Linked DNA regions of Oryctolagus cuniculus: region 2 is linked to region 1. Evidence: chromatin contacts called from public Micro-C data. All regions are on one chromosome and are shown on one strand. The core of a region is the stretch at or near the end of the contact, and the rest is flanking DNA. Distances in the headings are between cores, read along the strand shown. Region 1 holds the start of RNF170 (ring finger protein 170). Region 2 holds the start of FNTA (farnesyltransferase, CAAX box, subunit alpha).

Region 1 (2,707 bases), core at 72-2,571:
TTGAAAGATCACTGAAAAGACTTTTTAACAAAATGACAAATCACCTTGCATGGGCTGATGATCAGAAATCTCAGTAACTCAATGCTGCCCTAGTAGTCCAAATACTCATGGGAAAAGGATGGCGGGGCTCCAGAAACCAAACCAAAGGAAGATGTGTCTGGGAAACTGCCACACTCCAAATAAATTCTGGCATTGTCTGCAGGCTCTATGAATTGACAACTCTCCTTAGACTCCAAGGAATGTCCTAGTCTTAGAAACTCCAGCACGTTAGCACTAGGAGCAAGGTTTATAGCACTGAGTAGCCCCAAACTGGAACAAAACGGATCAACCAACAGTAGGATACACCACAACGGAATACCAGGCAGCAATGAAAATTACCTGTATTTAATACTCGTTGAATGCCACCAAAAACCCACAAGAGGCTTCCACTCATAAACGTCCCAGTATAGGCAGAGGACAACTATATTGCATGCACACATACGTGGCAAACCTACTGTGATTATCACGCAAGTCAGACTAGGGAGGGAATCAGGCTCGGAAACGCATACACAGCTACGGGGGGGGGGGAGGGGCAGGGAACTCCTAGGGTTCCAGCAGTGCTTTTGGCTTTTATCGGGGTGTTTCATCTACTCTCTAAACGCGTATGTCGAATGCACTTTTCTGCAAAGGCTACATCGCTTAAAAGGTCGGGAACGATGCACAGGCCCCGGGAACCGGCGGGGTCCGCGCGGCTCGGAGAGCTGGCGCCCGGCCTCCCGCACTTGAGGCCAAGCTTTGAGGGAGTCGGGGCTCCGAGCGACCCCAGAAGGAAACGGGGGGAACTCTCCTCACCGCCGGCCCAGCCCACCTAGGACCTCCGAGACGCCCACCGTGCCCGCCTCCACAGTCTCCCGGCGACTCCGGACGGGAACGGGGCGCTGCTGGGGCCGGGCCCCGGGGATCCTCAAGGAAAGCGGAGGCTTGGGTCCGATCAGAGACTCCCCCGGCCCGAGACGCCTGGGCGGCCGGGAGGCGACCCCGGACTGCGCCGCCCGCCCTCTCGCGGTCCAGATCCGGGGGCGTGGCCGGCCACGCGCCGGACGCCCGAGGCCGAGGCCGGGGGGAGGGGGCGCGTACCTCTCCACCGCGGAGGAGCTACCTCGCCAATTCCCGGTGACAGAGGACACAGATTATTTCTGGGGACTGCCCCGCCAGCCCTCCCGGGCTACCACTAGCTTGTCCCCTTTTTACTGTGGAGTGTGGGCACCGGCGCACGCGCACTGCGAGCTTCCGTGACGGCGCGCCGCCGCCGCCGCCGCCGCGCGCGCGCCATGACACGCAGCGGTCTGTGACCGGCCGCGCGCGCGCACGCGGAGGCAGGGCCGGGGGCGGGCCCGCAGGAGCGCGCCTGCGCGCTGCGGCTCGCCCGTCGTTCGCTGGAGGAGGGCTGTGGGCAGCGGGGGGGCGGGGACGCGGGGCGGCGGGCGTGGCTCGGGGGTGGCGCGCGGCGAGCGCGCGCGCCCAGATGAGAGGAGCAGGAGGGGCGCGGGGGTGACGGTGCGGAGCCGCTGCCAGCGCCCGGGCGAGAGCAGGCGGTCGGGCCCCAGCAGGAGGTGGGCCAGAGGCCAGGGCGGCTGCCGGGACCCTGCGGACGGCACCCGCACCGCGTCGCGGCGGTTTCTGGCCTGGTGGAGAAGGCGTTGCCGAGCCCCAGCGGGGGAAGATGTTCAGCGTGGAGTCGGTGGAGCGGGTGGAGCTGTGCGAGAGCCTTCTGACTTGGGTACGTGGTGCCGCCGCGGCGCTGGGAGACTCTCCGGCTCCCGCTCCGGGGCCGCTTTTCCGGGACCCCCCCCGCCCGTCCCGGGGGGCGAGCGCCGCGGGCGCCGGTGCCGTCACATCCGGGGCCTGAGGCGGTCAGGGCCGGGGATGCGGGTGCGAGCGGCGTCCGGGAGAAACTTGCCGGGCCCGGGGTGTGGGGTGTCGTCCGGGGAGGCTAATGACGGGGTGCGGGCGCGCCGTCACTGGCACCGTCGTTGTCTGCCGCTGCGCGGGCGCTGGCGCTGCTCGCTCGGCGCGGGGACCCCCGAGGCGGGGGCCCCGGCTCGGCCCGGGTGGGGAGCGCTCGGGCCCAGGGTTCCGCCGCTCGCCGCCTTTGTTGTAACGCTCCCGAAGGACGTGCCCGCCGCGGCGGAAGAGAGAAGTTCCTTTGAGGTCGGGTGGGAAAAATAGGAAAAAACAGATAATAAAAGGCGCCCGGCGACGGCGTGGGTCGGACGCCAGATGCGCCCGGGCCGTTAGGCAAGCGGGCGGTGGGGCGGCATTCGGGAGAGATCCCGAACGTGAGGCTGGAAGGGGATCTGCAAGGTGCGTGGCAGGCGGTGGAACCCGGAGGCGTCTGGGGAGTCCCGGCGCTGCGGGATTCCGACCGCGAAGGGCCGGCCGGCCGCGGAGTTCTGGCGTTTGCAGAGTCTGTGTGCGCGCGCGGTTCCGGCGCCTGGAGCAGCCTGTTTAGGAGTAAACTCCTGCTCTGGCCTTTCTCACCCTCTGGCTGGGGCGAGCCCGGTGCCCCCTTCGGGAGCGCGGGTTTTACTCATCGCTACACATGCCGGGTGACCTTTCTAGAATAGCACACAGACGTATTTATGGAGGTGACTGCCGCGTTTGTGTTCGTTTTAAAGACAGACCACTAACGTGAGGGAAGTTCTGTTTAGTCTGGGGTTACAAGTTC
Region 2 (2,700 bases), core at 55-2,554, 130 kb after region 1:
ATGCCAATCATCTATAGTAACCCATCTGTTATGGTTTCAACAGGATTTGCCTTCTGAATACATCCCAGTATTCAAATCCCAAAGTCAAGGGTTGGTGATGCCGGTAGGACGGTAAGATCTGACAGTAGTTCCTGTGAGAGAGTTGATTACAAAAGCAAGTTGGATCCATGCCTTCTCTGCAGAAGCACATGTTTTGCCATTGCCACCCTCTGACTTTAACCAGAAAGCCAAAGGGCCAACCGTGACCCTTCAAGGCCCTCCTGCAAAAGAAACTTAGGTTAGATATATCATTATGGTTATGCAAATGTGCCTAACACAACATTCTTAGGCTTAAAAGAAATTCTTTATTTGAAAGGTAGGACGACAGAGAGATCTTCCTTCCATTTGCTGGTCCACTTTCCACATGGCTACAAAAGCTAGGGCTGGTCCAGACCAAAGCCAGGAGCTCCATCAGGGTCCCCCACATGGGTGGCAGGAGCCCAAGCACTTGGGGCATCTTCTGCTGTTTCTCCCAGGTCATTAGCAGGGAGCTGCATCCTAAACGGAGCAGCCGGGACCCGGGCTCGAACCAGTGACCATATGGGATGGCCGGCTCCAAAGCCCAAATTCAGACTGCGGTTCCTGGCCAATCCCTTTGCTTCATTACGGGGCTTGGATCACATCCTCCCCACTGAAGCACGTGTGCTGCCCACCCTACCTTCATCTCCGCAGTCCAGGAGCACCAGCCTTTTTTTGCCCTCCACCGGCTTCATCTTTCTGGCCTTTCCTGCCGGCTATTCTCGCCCATAACCTGCTTCACAGAACGGGGAACCCCCGGAGATGTGTGCAGCGAATGCCTGTGTCCTGCAACGCACAGAAAAGCGCTTCCTAACGCCTTCGCCTATTCCTTGTCAGCTCCGAAAGACCAAATCCCTGGATTATCGAAATCCCTCTTGATAAACTCAGCTTTCAAAAGAATGTGTGCAGTGAAGAAAATGGCGCGCTGGAGGCCAGCTCTTTCCTGAGAGTAAGGGCTGGCGGGCGAGCCGTGGCCAGCCGCCCTCGGCCTCGCGACGGCTTCCAACGCTCGGTCAGAGGCCCGGTCGCCACGTCCCCGACAGGGGGCGGCTGACAGCACCAGCACATTCTGGAGAGACACGTGCGCGCTTCCTCGTGGCGAAGCTGGAGACCCTCGAGAGAGCAAGGCTGGACATCGTGTCCCTGACCCCCAACCCCAGCCGCCCACGGCTCCTCCCAGGATCCCGGCGCCACCCAGGCGCCCGCCCAGGCGCTCTGGCCCGCGTCTCTATGGCAGGAAGCGAGAAACCGGAAGCGGGCCGCGGGGGCAAGGGGCGGGGCCTCGCCTCCACCTCCGCAGCGGACGAGGCGAGATGGCGGCCACCGAAGGGGTCGGGGAGGCAGCGGCAGGCGGCGAGGCGGGTCAGCCGGAGCAGCCGCCGCCCCAGCCGCACCCACCGCCAGCCCAGCTGCAGCAGCAGGGTGAAGAGATGGCGGCCGAGGCCGGAGAAGCGGTGCCGTCCCCTATGGACGACGGGTTTCTGAGCCTGGACTCGCCCACCTACGTCCTGTACAGGTAACGCCCCGGGAGGGCGTGGGGCGGAGGAGTCGAGTCCGCGGGGAGCCGGCTTGGCGCGGGCTGGTCCGCAGGTGGCTCCTTCAGCTGCCGCGGCGTCAGTCAGGGTTCGGGGAGTGGAGGTGTTTCCCGCGCTCTCCCGTGGGCCCCGCTCGCCATGGCGGTGCAGGCGGGACTGAAGCGGGGAGCGCCAGCGTAAGGTCTTTACGGGCTGAGCCGTGTCCCTGTAACCGGGGTTTCAGAGCCTGGCAGCGCCGGCTAGGCTGCAGGGGCTGAAAGGGACGCCTTGCTGTGAACCCAGCGCGGCGAAGCGATGTGTAAGCGCTGCTGCCGGTCTTTGCTGGCACACCTGCACGCAGCCCCGTGCCCACGTGTTCCTTGCTTGGAGTAGCGACGCCGGTTGCCTGTTCCCAGGCGGACCTGCCGACGCGAAGGCGTCCTGCATCTCACTTCCCTCCGTAGTCCTCCGTAAACCCGGTAGATGGCTCACCTGCCTGGATTTGCTGCCTGAGTGAAAGCTGGTGTTTCACAGAGGCTCCTCCCCTCCGGACCTTCTCGCTGGGTTGTGGAAGTGCCCAGGTTCTCAGCACGACTGAGCCTGCTCTGCCAGTCACAGCCTCGCCGTCCCAGGGCCTCTGCCCTAGGCTCTAGGTGTCACGCGCAGGTAGCTGTGTCCTTTGCATCTCCTCCTTCGTGGACACGGTGTCTGGACCGCCTGGAGTCTCTGCCGCCAACGGCTGATCGACGTAGGGAAACACTGAGTGGGTGACAAGAAGACCAGGGGAAGCGTGGCTGAACCTGCTTTGGTCCCGTTGTGAACAGTTCACGTGGAAATTTGTGTCAGCATGTATTGTCACTGTAGTGTCATTTTTACCATTGAGAATGAGTAGTAGTCATGGCTCCTGAGGGGCTGTGCACGCTTTAAACACTTAACATCTGTTACCTCAGCGAACATCTAAAAACAGTCTTCCAACCGTGGTTGGTAAGGTTATCATCCCTGTTTATAAACAAAGTAACTGGGCCCAGAAAAATCAAGTAACTTGCCCTAGGACACTCAGCTGTCGAGTGGTAGAGTGAGTACTCCGGTTTAGGCAGTTGTCAGATTCCAGAACCGGCTCTCTTAGTCA

The links. Hi-C and Micro-C count contacts between places; a contact is called where the count stands out from the background.
Region 2: a Micro-C map of ear pinna shows a contact between it and region 1, with 6 times the contacts expected there. The contact joins the promoter of FNTA here to the promoter of RNF170 in region 1. A contact is called at or near these places in 2 of 6 Hi-C or Micro-C datasets (ear pinna and an unstated tissue).

What each region holds. Positions count from the first base shown.
Region 1 is chr2:92,971,120-92,973,826 of mOryCun1.1, forward strand. RNF170 (ring finger protein 170) reads right to left here and starts at 1,322. Exons shown (of 7, transcript XM_008273910.4): 1 at 1,117-1,322. It overlaps HOOK3 (hook microtubule tethering protein 3), which reads left to right and starts at 1,447. Exons shown (of 20, transcript XM_051832317.2): 1 at 1,447-1,759. The coding sequence starts at 1,703.
Region 2 is chr2:93,102,317-93,105,016 of mOryCun1.1, forward strand. It overlaps FNTA (farnesyltransferase, CAAX box, subunit alpha), which reads left to right and starts at 1,305. Exons shown (of 9, transcript XM_008273904.4): 1 at 1,305-1,573. The coding sequence starts at 1,371. LOC138848527 (a long non-coding RNA gene) reads right to left here and starts at 1,158. Exons shown (of 2, transcript XR_011386394.1): 1 at 698-1,158.